Regions from separate parts of the Mus musculus genome. Here regions 2, 3 and 4 are each linked to region 1. A link is a contact called in public HiChIP or PLAC-seq and promoter capture Hi-C data. All regions are on one chromosome and are shown on one strand. The core of a region is the stretch at or near the end of the contact, and the rest is flanking DNA. Distances in the headings are between cores, read along the strand shown.

The links. HiChIP or PLAC-seq counts read pairs in DNA pulled down with a chosen protein or histone mark. Capture Hi-C pulls out chosen DNA fragments and counts their contacts.
Region 2: an H3K27ac HiChIP or PLAC-seq map of regulatory T cell precursor shows a contact between it and region 1, with 6 times the contacts expected there. The contact joins the enhancer-like site here to the promoter of Urgcp in region 1. A contact is called at or near these places in 1 of 15 datasets of contacts at CTCF or cohesin (the NIH/3T3 cell line) and 3 of 115 datasets of contacts at active chromatin or transcription factors (embryonic stem cells, memory CD8 T cells and regulatory T cell precursor).
Region 3: a contact with region 1 is called in an H3K4me3 HiChIP or PLAC-seq map of neural tube, with 5 times the contacts expected there. The contact joins the promoter of Gas2l1 here to the promoter of Urgcp in region 1. A contact is called at or near these places in 3 of 39 promoter capture datasets (liver and pre-B cells), 3 of 115 datasets of contacts at active chromatin or transcription factors (astrocytes, bone marrow-derived macrophages and neural tube) and 2 of 9 other capture datasets (adipose tissue and liver).
Region 4: a contact with region 1 is called in a promoter capture Hi-C map of liver, with 2.3 times the contacts expected there. The contact joins the promoter of Tmed4 here to the promoter of Urgcp in region 1. A contact is called at or near these places in 1 of 39 promoter capture datasets (hippocampal neurons), 2 of 115 datasets of contacts at active chromatin or transcription factors (embryonic forebrain and stem cell-derived neural progenitor cells) and 1 of 9 other capture datasets (liver).

Annotation. Positions count from the first base shown.
Region 1 is chr11:5,738,648-5,742,448 of GRCm38.p6, forward strand. Urgcp (upregulator of cell proliferation) reads right to left here and starts at 2,529. Exons shown (of 6, transcript NM_178623.3): 1 at 2,450-2,529. The coding sequence starts at 2,463.
Region 2 is chr11:5,175,312-5,179,206 of GRCm38.p6, forward strand. No RefSeq gene overlaps it. Among named protein-coding and RNA genes, the nearest start is that of Emid1, 25 kb to the left of the region's middle. Within about 2 kb of position 2,055, at least 89 of the 459 cell types and tissues checked have an H3K27ac peak or open chromatin away from gene starts, as enhancers often do. A contact at or near this core is called in memory CD8 T cells and regulatory T cell precursor, where this site is marked.
Region 3 is chr11:5,063,546-5,067,240 of GRCm38.p6, forward strand. It overlaps Gas2l1 (growth arrest-specific 2 like 1), which reads right to left and starts at 1,782. Exons shown (of 7, transcript NM_144560.3): 1 at 1,670-1,782; 2 at 1,292-1,549; 3 at 281-933. The coding sequence starts at 913.
Region 4 is chr11:6,273,507-6,277,557 of GRCm38.p6, forward strand. Tmed4 (transmembrane p24 trafficking protein 4) reads right to left here and starts at 1,331. Exons shown (of 5, transcript NM_134020.1): 1 at 1,168-1,331; 2 at 892-992; 3 at 602-727; 4 at 235-381. The coding sequence starts at 1,327.

The sequences.
Region 1 (3,801 bases), core at 1,279-3,778:
GAATCAACAGTTAAGTCCACAGAAATAGCCATGAAAATGCAGAATCTGTATTGAGATGAGCAGAGATGGCTGACAGAGGAAACCCAAACTATCAAAGAGAAGGCTAAACAGGAAGATCTCTGTAGGTGGGAGTGAGAGCAAGGCTGGCAGGCATCTCCCTGCCTTTCCTCTGGGCAGCGGGCAATCGTAAGTGCTGTTAGAACCGACAGTAACATTCCAGAGTTCATTTTTATTTTAAGACAGGTTCTCATGCATTCCAAGCTGACGTCTTCTAACAGAGGATGGTGCTGACCATCTGATCACCTGGCCTCTACTCCAGAGTGCTAGAATTACAGCCTAGTTTATGTGGTGCTGAGGACTGAACTAAAGTGCTTCTGGTTAGGCCACCTGTAAAGGGTGGGACCTGCTCAGAAGGGGCCAGATGGACAGATGGACTGTGTCGCGTCCTCTCCTCTACAATGCTTACCAGATTCCCCCAGAGACAGCTGTGGTGAGGCCGACTGGAGATGCCCTTTAGTGGTAGGCAAAGAGTCCACGGTCCCTGCCTTCTCTTCTATTTATTTAGCTCAAGACACAGTGGATTATGGGTCATCTCTCAAACACATCTTTTCTTTCTTTGACACTATGCCTAGCACATCTGTAAGGTACTCAAAACAAGTTAAGAGTTTTTTTTTTCTTTCCTCTCTAGTTCTATCATAGATCACTGACACTGCTACTTAGCAAAAAAAAAAAAAAAAAAAAAAAAAAAAAAAAAAATCAAATGTAGAGACACCCCTCCCCAGAACAGCTCCTTCCATTTCTGCCATGTATTGATCTATATTTGCTCTCTAAAACACCTAATATAGTAGTGTATGCATATCAAAGTAAGCATAGATTTCTCCTTAAATGGAGTATACTAAAAGTTTTGTGACCTCAGTTTTGTTAATAGACACCCCTTAGGAAATTACAGATTACTATTAATATTACAAATTAATTGGATCACTCACAACTAGAATCGCAAATATTAATACCACCTATATATACAGACCATGGTTCAGGCATTACACTATTCTGTTATCAGACAATACCATAATTCTGTGGGTCCAGGCACACAGAATTATTAATCCTAGGAGATCCTCCTCCAACCCCTGTCTACAAAGCAGTGTGTTTAGACACAAAATGTACTAAGCTGTCTTACAAGCCTAATGGCAGCTGCCACAGGCTCAAACACTGCCTTACACTTTCCTATGAGGCTGGGCAAGAATGTAGAGGGACCTTGGCCCTCTGGGTCCAAAGCCTGGCCTGCCCAGGATGGATCACAGTTTATTCTCCTTATGAGCTCAAAGTACTGGATACCCAGCTGGCATTGAAAAAGGCCTGGTCTCAGAAGTGCCTGCTTGCCCTCGAGCCTAGAAAGGCATTAGGCAGGTGGAAATTGCCCATGATCTGACTGGCGCCTGCAGGCCTGGATCAAGTTCAGATTGCTTCATTCACCTTCATTCAGACCACTGTACCGAGCCAAATCACTCCCTAGCATAGTGAAGTCTGCCTTTGTGGGAGAGCTAACTTCTACATGCTTCCCCCAGAAGTCCTCCTGCACCTGTAAGTCTTCTAACTGCAATGATACACAGCGTGGGCTGCTACCAGTACTACTGGGTCTGAGACCCTCTGAATGATGGCGTACAGTCAAAAAGATGTTTACCACCTATAGCGATGACCTTGAGACCCATTTTCCTTTCTGTGACATAAAAGCATTAGTCCAATCATGTCATTTCAGATCTCATAACCAGTAAAATCAAATCAAACGGTAGTAATGAACTGTTGAGAAAATGAGAAAAAAATACAAACTATGTGTCACTATATAATTTCCTAAGAACACTATTTGGGAGAGAGAACGAGCACTAGGAAAGAGGTAATACCAGAACAAGTGTAGCCATCCCACAGAAGCACCCCCACCCCCACCCCAACACAGGCAGTCTTAGATCCCGAATCCGCTTTTTCACTCTGGACAAGGGTCCAGTCCAGCTGAGCCCCACTTGCCCTGACGTGGGACAGCCTGGGGATGTCCCCTAATGACTGTGAACCCAAGCATCAACTTCCAACGCAAGCAAGTCTAAACGCCAGAAACACACGTCAGGCCTGCTAAGCCGCTCTGCGGCCTCAGCCGAGCCCTAGGACCCCGAGTCCCCTCCCGCAGCTTCCTTGCTGCCCCTCTCCAGAACCCGTTTCTCCGGCCCTGACCGGCCGCTGTCCTGGCTGGTCCTGCCCGCGGCCCTGCCGGGAGACCCTGGCCCGGCTACGACCGCCCAAGGTCGGCGGGGGAGGCCGCGGGTCGTGGACAGGCACCTGGCGGGACAGAGTCAGCCGGGGTCCGGCCGAGGCCAAGGGGGCGCCGGGTGGTGGACACGCACAGTTCCGCCCGCCCCTCGCCCAACAGGCGCCCCCCGCACACCCGGAGCGCCTCACTCACCCCGGCGACGCCATGAGCGCAGCGGCCTGGGCGCTCCCGCCTCCTCCGCTGCTTGCGCGGCTGCCGCCGGGCGCCGGGGAGGGGCCTGTAGGCCGCCCCCGCCCGCTCCGTTAGGGCGTCGGGCGCCGTGGGCTGAGCTCAGTGGAGGGCAGGCGGGCGCCTGGGGCGAGGGAGAGGACGCCCTGGGCCCAGAGCACTACCTACGGCAGCCACCGGCCAGGCCGGCCCGCTGCCCGGAGGCTGGAACTCACCTGCGGAGCCAGACCTGCCCTGGGGCCACTGACAGCTGCCAGACTGCTGGACACCACCCTCTAGTCCCCGCATTCTGATGTTAATTTCTGTAAGAAACGCACTTTCCTCTACCTCTGGGGTGTACAGTGTTGCTGTTCTAAAGGAAAACAACATCTCTCCTGCTACTAGTTCGCAGCGGGGTGGAGTAATGTTGGCCTCTGAGCTGGTTTCCCACTTTTTTTTTAAGTGTGTATATTAAGCCTTATCTTGTATTACATAGAAATAAAAAGTTTAGAACTTGTGCAGTGGGGTTTCCCAGAATCACCTACAAGCTATGAATATTTAGGCATGTAAAATTTTGAGGCTTGGTTCCAGCCCCTGCTAAATTAGTTTCAAAGACAAATTATATCTTTTAAGAGAAAATACCTAATTTAAAGAAACAAACTCTGGACTATGCAGTGCAAACCACTGCTGGTGGCATTTTTGTGTTATCACATTAAGTTGTTTTTTCAATTTATTTTTTTCATACAGTGCATTTTCCTTTCTGTGACATAAAAGCATTAGTCCAATCATGTCATTTCAGAACTCATAACCAGTAAAATCAAATCAAACGGTAGTAATGAACTGTTGAGAAAATGAGAAAAAAAATACAAACTATGTGTCACTATAATTTCCCTTCCCAGCTCCTCCCCACCTTCCTACCTTCAAGTTCTTTTTCTTTATTTTCATTGAGACAGGTTCTCTGTTTAACACTGTCCTGCCAAGAGCTTGCTGTGTAGACCAGGATGGCCTTGAATTCATGGAGTTCCACCTGCCTGCTTTTTCTCCAGAGTGCTGAGATTAAAAGTGTGCACCACCATGCGGGGCAGGGCCCAACATTGAGATAGTATTCTCTTCACCACTAAGAATATTAAACACCGGGCTGGAGAGATGGCTCAGTGGTTGAGAGCACTGAATGCTCTTCCAGAGGTCCTGAGTTCAAATCCCAGCAACCACATGGTGGCGCCCAACCATCGGTAATGAGATCTGACGCCCTCTCCTGGAGTGTCTGAAGACAGCTACAGTGTATTTACAGATAATAAAATAAATAAATCTTAAAAAAAAAGAATATTAAACACCAA
Region 2 (3,895 bases), core at 805-3,304, 560 kb before region 1:
CTCATGTGGCCACCACAGCATCACACCCTGGCTAACACCCTGTGTCTGTGGGCCAACTGGAGCCAAAGGACCAAAGAGGTGCCCGTTACACATGTCCAGCACCAGCCCCCATGAGGCATGAGCCATCTATCCTGGAAGCAGTGGTCGAGGTGGGGTGCTTGCTCAGGGTATATATGGATGCCTGTGACATGAAGGTGGGCCATCTCTAGCTGTGACAGCAGTGGCAGTCTTTCTGGAGTGTAACCAAGATGTGCAGTCACTTGGACCTGTTATTCAGGAACTCATGTGATCAGAAAGACTCTTTCAGACCTGGTGTACAAATGTGGTCCTCCTCCGAGTCCCAGTGTGTCCTCTGAAAGGCCTGAGGCCTTCACAGCAGGAGCAGGCTCCACCTGGCATCCTTGAAGGAGCTGGGTGCATAGGCAGCTCCCAGTGCCAAAGGCCCTTGACTGACATAACCAAAGATGTGACAGCTGAGGTGGTGTCCAGCGAGAGACTCCAGGGATGCTTAAATCTATACTATGAATTCTCTCAGGAGTGACAGAGTTTCAAAGACTAAGAAACAGCAGACCAACATAGCTGCTGGTTCTGGGAAAGCCAGAGTCTACCCTGAGCCTAGAACCTTTGACATCACTCAGTGACAGATCCCAACCACGGTATTAGACAACTGTGGCCACAGATCCACACAGAGCACTCATGGCTTCCCATGGCCTTCCAGGGCTGAATCACATGGGAGTCAGGGCCAGCGCCCATGGGGAGCCCTCCAGCCACCTGTCACTGTGTTCAGAAACCCATACTTTCTGGGTTTTTGTGGTTTCTTGTTGTGGTTTGTGTGTCTGTCTGTCTGTCTGTCTGTCTGTCTGTATATCTGTCTGTCTTTCTGTCTCTGTCTCTGTGTGTCTGTGTGTGTCTTGTGTGTCTATGTTTCTGTATGTGTCTGTCTTTCTGACTTACTCTCTATGTGTCTGTCGTGTGTCTGTGTATATTGTGTATCTGTGTGTCTGTCTGTGTGTATCTGTCTATCTCTTTCTGTCTCTGTATGTCTGTGTGTCTGTCTCTGCCTGTCTGTCTGTCTGTCTGTGTAGGCCAGTGGTTGAAGTCAAGTGTCTCCCTTACCCACTCTGCACCTTAGTTTTTGAGCAGGGTCTCTCACTGAACTCAGAGGTACTGATTTGGCTAAGCTGGCTGGCCAGTGTTGTCCCAGCACTTAGACTGCAGGTACACGCCACCACACCTGGCTTTTTAACCTGGATGCTGGAGATCTGAACTCGGGTCCTCATGCTGTGTGGACCTAGGCACACACCCACTGAGTCGATTCTGTAGACTTGTATGCTGTTTTGTTGAGAAACAGAGCAGAATTCACCTCACAGGTCCCCGAGACCAGAAGGGCATAACTCAGTCCTGCCTCAAGTGAGGGGGTAGCTGTGACAGGCCGTCATGAGAACATGCTTTCAGTCTGAGGAGAAGGCAGCTCCACCTGGCACTCTGATGTCACCAGCTTCTTTTGTTCAAACAGCTGGGCTGTTTTGTCGGCCATACTTTCTGGGCAGTGCCTAAGACCAGCTGAGGTACGTTACTGCAGAGTTTTCAATGGCCGGGGCTTAAAATCTGGCTGCTGAGTCAAACTGGTGACAAAGACAGCAATTCCACTAGGAAATTCCACTGAGGCTGGAGGCCCGTGAGTTTACACTGGAATAGGCCTGGGACTCTTCGATGGTAGAGCACCCCAAGGCCCCAGGCTCAGGCTGAGCGCTGCAGAGTCTCTGAGTCTCTGAGTGTGCAGACTTCTAAGCACAGCATACTGGAGGCTGAGATAGAAGGTGGAGAGTTTGAGGCTACCTCACAAACAAACAAACAAACAAACAAACACGTGCTAGGGTAGAGCTCTTGCCTTGGCCCTGGCATGATCTCTAGTGTGGTTTAAAAAAAAAAAAACAACCCTAAAGAAGAGATTCTGGCTGCCAGCAGAGGCAGGAAGCAGGATGTGCGCATCACAGCCGCTTACCACAGCCTGAGGCAGGAAGGAAAGACTGACATAAAAACCCTTTGATCGTGGTCTCTTGATCTCTGAAAGGTTCATCTCATCACGGCTGAGAAAGGATGGGCGTCTATAACTTCTGTGTCGCCTAAGACTCACTGGATCCTCTAGAATATTCCCAACCGAGCCAATGGCCAACGCCCTGGGTAGGCTTCTGGTGAACTGAGCTAGGTGCCAGGTCAGGCGGGAGTCCTCCGCGCTCAGTGGCCTACAGCTGGTACAAGGAGACAGGTAACTTCCAGAAGGCCAGCCTGGCCAGGGTACATGGCCTCAGGCTCCACAAAGCAGAGGCCATTGTCTGTCCCAGTATTCCTTGCCATCAACACTATCATATATCCTATCATATCAGTCATATGATGTTCAGTAAATATTTATAGGTAAAATGAACCATGTAGGAGCTGGGAGATGGTTAAGAGCACTGGCTGCTCTTCCAGAGGACCCAGGTTCAGTTCCCAGCACTTACAGGGCAGCTCACAACTGCCTATAACTCCAGTTCCAGGGGATCTGACACCCTCAAACAGATATACATACAGGCAAAACACCAGTGCACAAAGAAGTAAATAAATAAATCATTAAAAAGGTCTTGGAGGGAGAAGTCTGAAAGGGTATGCTGGTACCGGGGACTATATGCACGTATGGTGGGTATACACATGTTTGGTGTGCACACAAATATCTATGTAGTATGTGCTAGACATAGATGGGCAAAGTGTTTAGCCTCAGCAGCAGAGTCTCTGGACTCAGGACTGACTATAATTTGTGGGCACCACAGTGCAAAATGAAAATATAGAGTCTCTTCTTGGAAAAATAATGAAGACTCTCAGGAGGCCAACAGCCAGAGCCAAATCAGGAGCACAGGACCCTGCAAACGCCATATACCTGGGACGGCCAGCCCTATGAGCTGCAGCCCCAAGTCCTCGCTCCCTAAGAGCTCCCGGTCCATAGGTTTGCATCCCCCCCTGCCCCCACTTCCCAGTTCCCTCTTTTTTTTTTTTTTTTTCTTTTTTATCTAGACAGGGTTTCTCTGTATAGCCCTGGCTGTCCTGGAACTCAGAAATCCGGCTGCCTCTGCCTCCGAGTGCTGGGATTAAAGGCGTGCGCCACCACGCCCCGGCCAGTCCCCTTTTTTTCTTGTAAAGCTAGGTTCCTGCCTGGCTGGTCTCAGGGTTAGCGAGCATCCCTCTGTCCCTTGCTGGGGCACTCACTGTCTGCTACTTTGTGTTGTGGTTGGAACAATGAGAATTTCTTCCCTGGGGAGATGTAAATCCCTTCCTCCCTCCCTCCCTCCTTTCCTTTCCTCCCTCCCTCCCTCTTCTAAGAACGCAATATCAAACTAGAGTTTGGTTTCATCAAGGCTCACACATGACCAGAGCATGAGTGAAGGCTTGCCTACAGGAGTATGTGTGACTCTGTAGCAGCAGACTGGAAAGTTTTCACCCACCATGGATGGTGGCTCCCCCATAGCACAGGTGGAACCCCTTTTCTCACCCCCATCTTTCTAGTCTGGTTCTTTCTAGCAGCCTCTGTGGAGATGACACTGACCATGGAGGCAAAGCCACAGTTAAACTGACAGTTTAGGTCTGCAATGCCTCCCAAAGCCATGTGTGGAAGGCGTGGCTTCCCCGTTTGTTGCTATTGAGAGGTGGTGGTACCTTTAAAGGGTAGGTCCTCTTGGAAGGTCTTTATGTCATTTGGGGTGTGTCCTTGAAGGGGATTTGTTGCAAACCTGACCCCTTTTCTTCTCTTGCTGCCTGGCCAAAAGGTGAGCAGGTTTTTCCTTAACACAAGCTCTCACTGGGATGCACTGCACAGGCCCAGAGCAGAGCAGGGCTGACTGACCACAGGCCAAACTTCCAAATC
Region 3 (3,695 bases), core at 532-3,031, 680 kb before region 1:
TTGCCGCTCATTTAATACTAAAAGCTGATCTCCTGCCTCAGACCCACCTGAGCTGTGTGGCCTCACTCAGCACCTCTGCCTCTCTGAGCTTATTTCTTTGTGGCCAGGTACACACTTGGCAGTCACCATATGTACTCTTAGTGGGGAAGGCTGCTGAGAATGGGCCCCTGGAGGCTTAGGGTTGGGGTAGGTATTAGCTCTGCCATCTGGTCCCCTGATGGGGGGGGGGGGACGGGACGGGACGGGATGGGACACCCAATGTGGATATCAGAAGACTCACCAGCTCATCAAGGTTTCGAAGGTCATTGGGCGTCATGCGGGGTGTGCGGGTGGGAACCCCTGGTACAGTGGCAATTTCAGTGACATCCTCTTCAGCAGCAGGGACGCTGGAAACCTGAGGGGTAGCTCGAAGCTCCCGCTCGATCTCCTGCTCGAACTGTACCAGCCTCGGGGCAAGCAGGCCAAGGCGCGCCCCACGCCGGGCGACCTCCAGCAGGCAGAGCACCACACTCTTCTCGTTCTTGCGTAGCACCAGGTCCTCTGTCTCAAACATGAGCACTTCAGGCACGCCCAGCTCAGCCCGGCACCAGCCGATGAAAGAGGCCACGTTGTCTCGGGCCATGAAGGAGCCAGGCGCCACACTGTGTGCCTGGAAGGCCACACCTCGGGTTGGACGGGCAGCAGCCAGAGCCCGGGCAGCCTCGGTGACAGCGTTGGCATGTTGGCACAGGGTTGTGCCTGTGGCCAGCCCCGTGAGGAAGCCATCGCCACTGCCGGGGAGACCTAGACTGTACAAAGCATTGAGCCAATCGGCCAGGTCTTCCTTCATGGCTTCCACATAGGCCTCACTGGATCGGAAGGGTCGCACACTCTTGGCGGCAGAGCCTGCGATGCCCGCCACTGGGTTCGCCATGCCCAGAGCCAGTGGAGTCACTGTGGGGACATAGGTCAGGATTGCTGTGAAGACTCGAAAGGGTTCAGAATGGTCCACCTCTACCAGCCCGCCACTCAGGGGAGACGCTAAGTTTAAGAGCAAGCTGTGAACAAGCAAACGTAGCACCACATTGTTCTCACGGTGCCATGACCTGCTTTAAGGGACTCAGTAACATTTACACCATTGTAGTGTTTATGTTTGCTGTCTGGCTGGTCGGGAGAGGGTGGCTGGGGACAAGTTGGCACCCACGAGGAAGAAATGCCATTTAAAAACATGAAGACATGTGGGTAGGGAGGGACAGGAGAGGAGCCTCGCCCAGAACCACGGAGAGACTGTTTCCATTGCTCAGCCCATAACCTGCACGAAGTCCCGCCTTTCCCTTCTCCTCTCCGCTAAGGGCCGCGCCACAGGCTGAGCGGCGACCGCGTCTCCATTCTACAGATGAGGAAACTGAGGCGCAGTAAGGGCAGGCATTCGCCGAAGGTCGCAGAGCAGTGGGTGGAGGAATCGGGTCACCCAGGCAGGCCGGATTCCTGCTGCGAAAAGCCGCCCGAGCTGGTGCCTGAAAGGCCGGGACTCCGAACGGCCCCCGCGAGCCTCCGCAGTGCTCGAGGCCTGGTCCAGAGAGGGTGAGTGCCCAGTCAGGGTCACACAGCCCTGGGAAGCAGAGAGCCCGCACCGCCCGGCCCACCTCCAGGCACTCTGGCTAGGGCTCCTGGGGGTCCCCGCGCTCACCTGGCTCACCCCGCCGCCCCGGGGAGCATCGCCCCGGCGGGGCCGGAGCCGGGCCGCGCCGCCGCACACAGGCGTCGCCCGAGATCGCTGCTTCCAGGCGTCCGCTCTGCCCCGCCCCCCTGGAATTTGGATCCGGCCAGGAAGGGGCGGAGCTGCGCTCTTAAAGGGGCCGTGCCTTTCTCGGGCCTTAGGCCCTAAGGCATCACCCCCACCTCACCCCCCCTTTAACTCCGGGTCTGGGTCTTCCTAGGCGGGGTTCAGATCCTTTCAGCTGTCCTTCCCCCGTGACAGTGGCCTCCCCGGAAGCGATAGGGGCCGGGGACTGCAGAGTCACCTCCGTCCCGGGTGGACCTCTGCAAGTCAGATAACTGGGTGCTCTTCCTGCAGGACGGCCCAGGGATAGCTTAAGGTACAAGGACGATGAGGCTCAGGGATCGGAAGGTGGCTGCGGGTTAGGTTAAAAGAGGGGGTGTGGCAGGGGCAACTACACGCCTTAGGAGGAACCTGGAAGATCTAGGGAATCCTGCCCCCTACTGTCGCCCGAGAGAGGAGTGAGATGCTGGAGAGAGACTGGAAATCTTGTGGGGGTGTGTGGACTTAATTTTAACTCAGATCAAGGAAGGAGGCGACGGAGGAAGCTGAGAGTCATCTAGAGGGAAAGTTTTTCACACTGAGGAAGCCTATCTCAAAAAAAGGAAAGGAAGGAAGAAGGAAAGAAAAATGGGTAGGTTTGCAAGGCTGAAGTGGTGAAACATTAGGGCCTTGTGGACCATGCTTTTCAAAGGTCATGGAAGAGAGGTTTATTTGTTTGTTTTTTTTTAAAGATTTATTTATTATATGTAAGTTCACTGTAGCTGTCCTCAGATACTCCAGAAGAGGGCATCAGATTTTGTTACGGATGGTTGTGAGCCACCATGTGGTTGCTGGGATTTGAACTCCGGATCTTCGGAAGAGCAGTTGGTGCTCTTAACCACTGAGCCATCTCCCCAGCCCCCGGTTTATTTGTTAATTATTATTAAATTATTATTGTTGGAGTTTGTTGTGGTTTTGAGGCAGGATCTCACTATGTAGACCAGGCTGGCCTGGAACTCCCTATATAGACCAGGCTGGCCTCAAAAGTCATAGAGATCTGCCTGTCTCTGCCGCCTGAGTGCTGGGATTAAAGGAATGTTCCACCATGTCATTACTTTTACAGAGTTCTGCTATGTAGCCTGAGCTGGCTTTGAACTCATGGTGTGCTCTCTCTGTTGGGATCCCAGGCCTCTCTCTAAGGAGGAATTTAGGAGAGGCTGACGTAGCAGCCATAAGGGCTCCTGTAACTGCTGTTGTTGCAGCGTCAGGGTCAGGGTCAGGGAAGCCTCTGAGGGAGGCAAGTGGTTTAGGTTGAATGGGGAGAGGGGATGCTGGATCTTGACTGCCTGTTGAAAACTGATGATGTATGTTAGTGAGGTGAGTGTGTGAGTATAGATGAGGGAGAAATCCCAGGTTTGGGGGTGAACATTGTGGACACGGAGTTGTTAAACAAAAAAAAAAAAAAAAATAACACCTAGCAGGGAGTGAAGTCCTGAAGAATTGGCTATGGAGACTGAATTCTAAGTGAAGGAATTGAGAAATGACTTGTCCTGGAACAAGCAGTAATGAACCGTCATACCCAGCAATCATCTTCAAAATAATCTGATACACCGATACTTTTTATTACATCTGTTTAGTGAGTGTGTGTCTGTGTCAAGGTATGTAGGCAAGGCAAACTTTTGGGAGTTTGTTCTGCCTTTCACCATGTGGGATCCTGGGTATTGTGGCATGGTGGCAGGTTCCCTTATCCAGCCTCATATGATGGTTTTGTAGATCTAGGGAAGCTGAGGACTGGGGAGGTTAAGGTACCATTGCCATCAGCAGCTCTGCAGGAATTTGACCCCTACTTATAGCCACCTCACTGTGCTTCAGTGTTCTGGACATAGAAGACTGAATCTAAGCTCTGTTGGTCACCAGTGTTGTCTGACAAACTTCCTGGGGGAGATGTCACACA
Region 4 (4,051 bases), core at 81-2,580, 530 kb after region 1:
TAATACAGACACACACACATGACTGGAGGTGTGGCTCAATGGTAGAGAGCTTGCCTAACGTCCAACCCTGCCACTGTAGACATATACAGAAATCGAGGAAAGAAAAGCAAACCCAAACCTCACCTATGTAGACTGACTGGTAACTCCCACATTCCCGAGTAGAGAAGTCCCCAGCAGCCACGTTGCACAGTGGGTTTAAAGGTCAAGTACAGCCTCCAAGTTCAAGTCCCTTACCCTCTGATAATCCTGCTCCTTCTGGATCTGTTCCACCTGGTCAAGCAACTGGCGAGCTCGAAGCTGGAGCTCTGTTAACTTATCCTTAGCAGCGATCTCGGGGTAGTTGTTGGCATGCTCTCCAACCTGGATGTCCAAGTGTACACGCTACAAGGAAACAGGACGAAATGACGGGGGTGCCACCCACCGTCTGTTACCGCTATGGAGTCTGATTCTTGTCTCTGGCTGAATGAGGAAGAAGGACATCCAGTTCTAACTGTACCCACTTGCTGCCCCCAGAAAGGCAAAGTTAAAAGAAAAAAGAAAAGACAGCAAGAAATCAACCTTGGTATCAAGTGAGAAACTCTAAGGCTGATGAGCCTCTTACCAGTTTGCCTCCAGCGAAGAGAGCCATTCTGGTGGAGTTGGAGTGAAGACAAATCTGATGGTCACCGGGTGTGTGGGATGTGAACGTGAAACGGCCCTCGGAGCCGTATTGCCGGGACAGTACAACCTGCAAACACGCATCAAGCCCCAATTTTACAACGATCTCTTAAAATGCGGGACCTGGTACCTGGGGACTTTCTCAGGACCACGGCGGTATTTTCCATCCCATAAAGACATTAACGGACAGCTGGCGCCAGCTAGAACCTTTTTAGCGAGGTGGTGGGGGTTTACCTTGCCGTCCGGGTCCTTCACCTCTACATGCATGCCCAGGCCGGGGGTCGACGGCAGGAACACCTCTTTCTGTTTGTCCCACATCTGAGTTCGATAGTTGCCTGCAGAGTAGACACACAGTCACAACCTAGCCCCCAGGAGGTGGCCCCAGGGCACTGTGCAGGGGAGCTGGTGCCCTCAAGGCACCCTCGGGATGGGGTCGAGCTGACAGGGAAGGAGGGGTGCTTCCAAGGGCCAGCTGAAAACAAAGGGCCTCTCCACCCTCAGCCCCCTGACCGATGACCATGGTCTCGTCGGGTATTTCCTCGATGAAGCAGCGCTTCTCAGTCTCGCCGATGTGGAAATAGAGCCCACGGGCACACGCAGCACACACAGTAAGCACCAGCAGCCCAAATCGCACCATCCCCTGCAGCGGTCCGACCCCAACACCTGCCATTGCGCCTCAACCTTGCACATGCGCACACTTGCGCACTGCTCAGCGTTTGCGCACCCGCTTGGAAACGGAACATGCGCCTGCGCAGTGTCGCAGTCCCTCAGCTCCCTTTCGAAACCCGGTCCGCTGTACACCCGACCCCAAGCTTGCATTGTTCTGCGCCCGAGCGTCCCCTAGCGTAAACTAGCCTTACAGAGAGAAAAGGCCGGCCCAATGAAGCTGCCCAGGGCTTCTGTCCCTTGTCTTTAGGCTTGATTGCCCTTGTTAGGCACCTCTCTGCGCCTGTGCTCTGTGTAAGGAGAAGCAAGCGTACTTTTCGGGGAAGGGTGCTAGGCGACTTGAGATGGTTAACCTGAACAGCGTGAGTTCTTCTGGTCCCCAGCACCTGAAGTAAAATAAACCTTTCTTTTGAGCACCCTACAGAAGAGAACACATTGTGTCATTTCACAACTGCAGGACTTATTGAGTCACAATAAATTCAAAGATAGCTTAGTTTACACAGCCTCCTGAGCAGTGTATTATCACACCTGACGCTGCTGGGTGCTGAGGATGGAGCTTCTTGCAAGCTGGCCAAGCACTCTACCAACTGAGCTACCGCCAACTGAAACAGGTTCTTTTATCCAGTTTTAATTACTATCAAGTCATACATTATATATCATATAGTGATTATGTCTATGTGTATGACCTAGCATTGACTGTCAACTTGACACAACAGGGAAGAGGGAACCTCAACTGAGGACTGGCCTCCATTGGACTAGCTTGTGAGCTTGTCTATGGGGCATTTTCTTGGTTGTTAGTTGATAGAGGGCCTAACCCACTATGGGTGGTAGCATCCCTGGGCAGATGGTCCTGGGTCGTATAGTAAAAGTAGCTGAGAAAGCCAGAGGCAAGCCAGAGGCAAGCCAGTAGGCAGCACTTCTCCATAGCTGCTGCTTCAGTTTCTGCCTCCACATTCCTGCCACGGGTTCCTGCCCTGGCTTCTTTCGGTATGGATTGTAACCCAGAAACCAATAAACGCTTTCCTCCCATTCTGCTTTTGGTCGTGGTGTTTATCAGAGCAACAGAAAGCAAGCTAGGACTGTGTGTGTGTGTGTGTGTGTGTGTGTGTGTGTGTGTGTGTGTGTGTGTTAGAGAAGCCTTACAAAAAGGTTTAAAAGGATGCAACATAGTTCAAGGAGTTCAAAGAGGTCTTAATGGGAGGCAGAGGCATAGAGCCAATAGGCACTGTGGTAGTTCTGTTAGATTAACTGAACTAATCACAGAGCTGTTGTTGAAGATTTCAGAGCTGAGAGACATAGAGTTGAACCAAGCAGAAGCAGAACTGAAATGCAGGATCACAGGACCATGAATACGAAGTTCAGGACTAGGTCCAAATGAACCAAGGAAATGAATAGCAGCAGAGACCCAGCTGAGCTGAATGCTGGGGGATGTTCAGGAGGGCCTTGTCTTGCCAATCCCTGAAACACACTCCCATAATAAGAAAGCAGGTCAGTAGGGCAGTTGCCATGGCAGTGTGAGGACTGCTCCTTTTTTCTTTTTCTTTTTTCTTTTTGTTTTGTTTTTTGTTTGTTTTGGGGGAGTGGGGATTTTTCTCTGTATCCCTGGCTAGCTTGGAGCTTGCTCTGTAGACCAGGCTGGCCTCAAACTCATGGATATCTGCCTGCCTCTGCCTCCCAAGTGCTGGGATTGCTCACTGCCAGGCTAGGAGTGCTCCTCTATGTGGGCTTAAGGTAAGGATGTTGGACCCTGGCTCAGTGTGACACATTTGGTAAGTTCTCAGGCCTTGGTTTCTGATACTGTTTGTTTGGTCACACGTGAGAATAGAACTAGTCCAGAATGCCAAAGGTCCAGGGCAGAGGGCCAGCAGGACTGTTTGGGATGTAAGAAAGGAAGTCAGTTTCCCAGGTGATCTTGGTGAGGTGACTTTCAAGGGCCACTGAGATTTATTATCGACAGTCCAACAACGTGTGCAGTGTCCTGGCCTTCAGCATCCTTTGCATCTGCTCTTACAGGCTTCATGGCTGCACTTGGACCTCTGCTTCATCTTTCTTCTCTCGCGCTTCAGCCTGCACATTAGCTTCTTCTGCTACTTTGTTCTCATGACCCAGAAGTTTCAAGGAAGTTGGCGCTAAGGCCGTGTCTGATACTGTTTTAACGTACCAGTACATTCATCTGATCCCAATCGACTTTAGTAAGTTTATAGATAGTACTTTAGGAATAAGTGTCTATTGGCCCATGTTTCACGGTGGCACAAAGCAGGTGGTAGTGTTTATGTGCACAGTGAGGTACAGAATCATCATAGTTCTGCAGTTACATTCAAGAAGGAGCCAAACATTTACAGACATAAACTGAAGTGACTCTGGCAAGTTACAGCCCAAAGTACACAGGTTTACACAATATCAGTTTTACATAGAGACTCTGTCTCAAAGACAAAAACAAAACAAAAAAGCTACTGGTTTAACCAGGCATGGTGGCACACGCCTTTAATCTCAGCACTCAGGAGGCAGAGGCAGGCAGATTTCTGAGTTCAAGGCCAGCCTGGTCTACAAAGTGAGTTCCAGGACAGCCAGGGCTACACAGAGAAACCCTGTCTCGAAAAAAACCAAAAAAAAAAACAAAAAACCCTACTGGTTTGAATTGACTTATGTCAATTCAACCCTCTGACTTTTTTTAAAGATTTATTTATTTATTTATTATATGTAAGTACACTGTATTTTTTAAAGATTT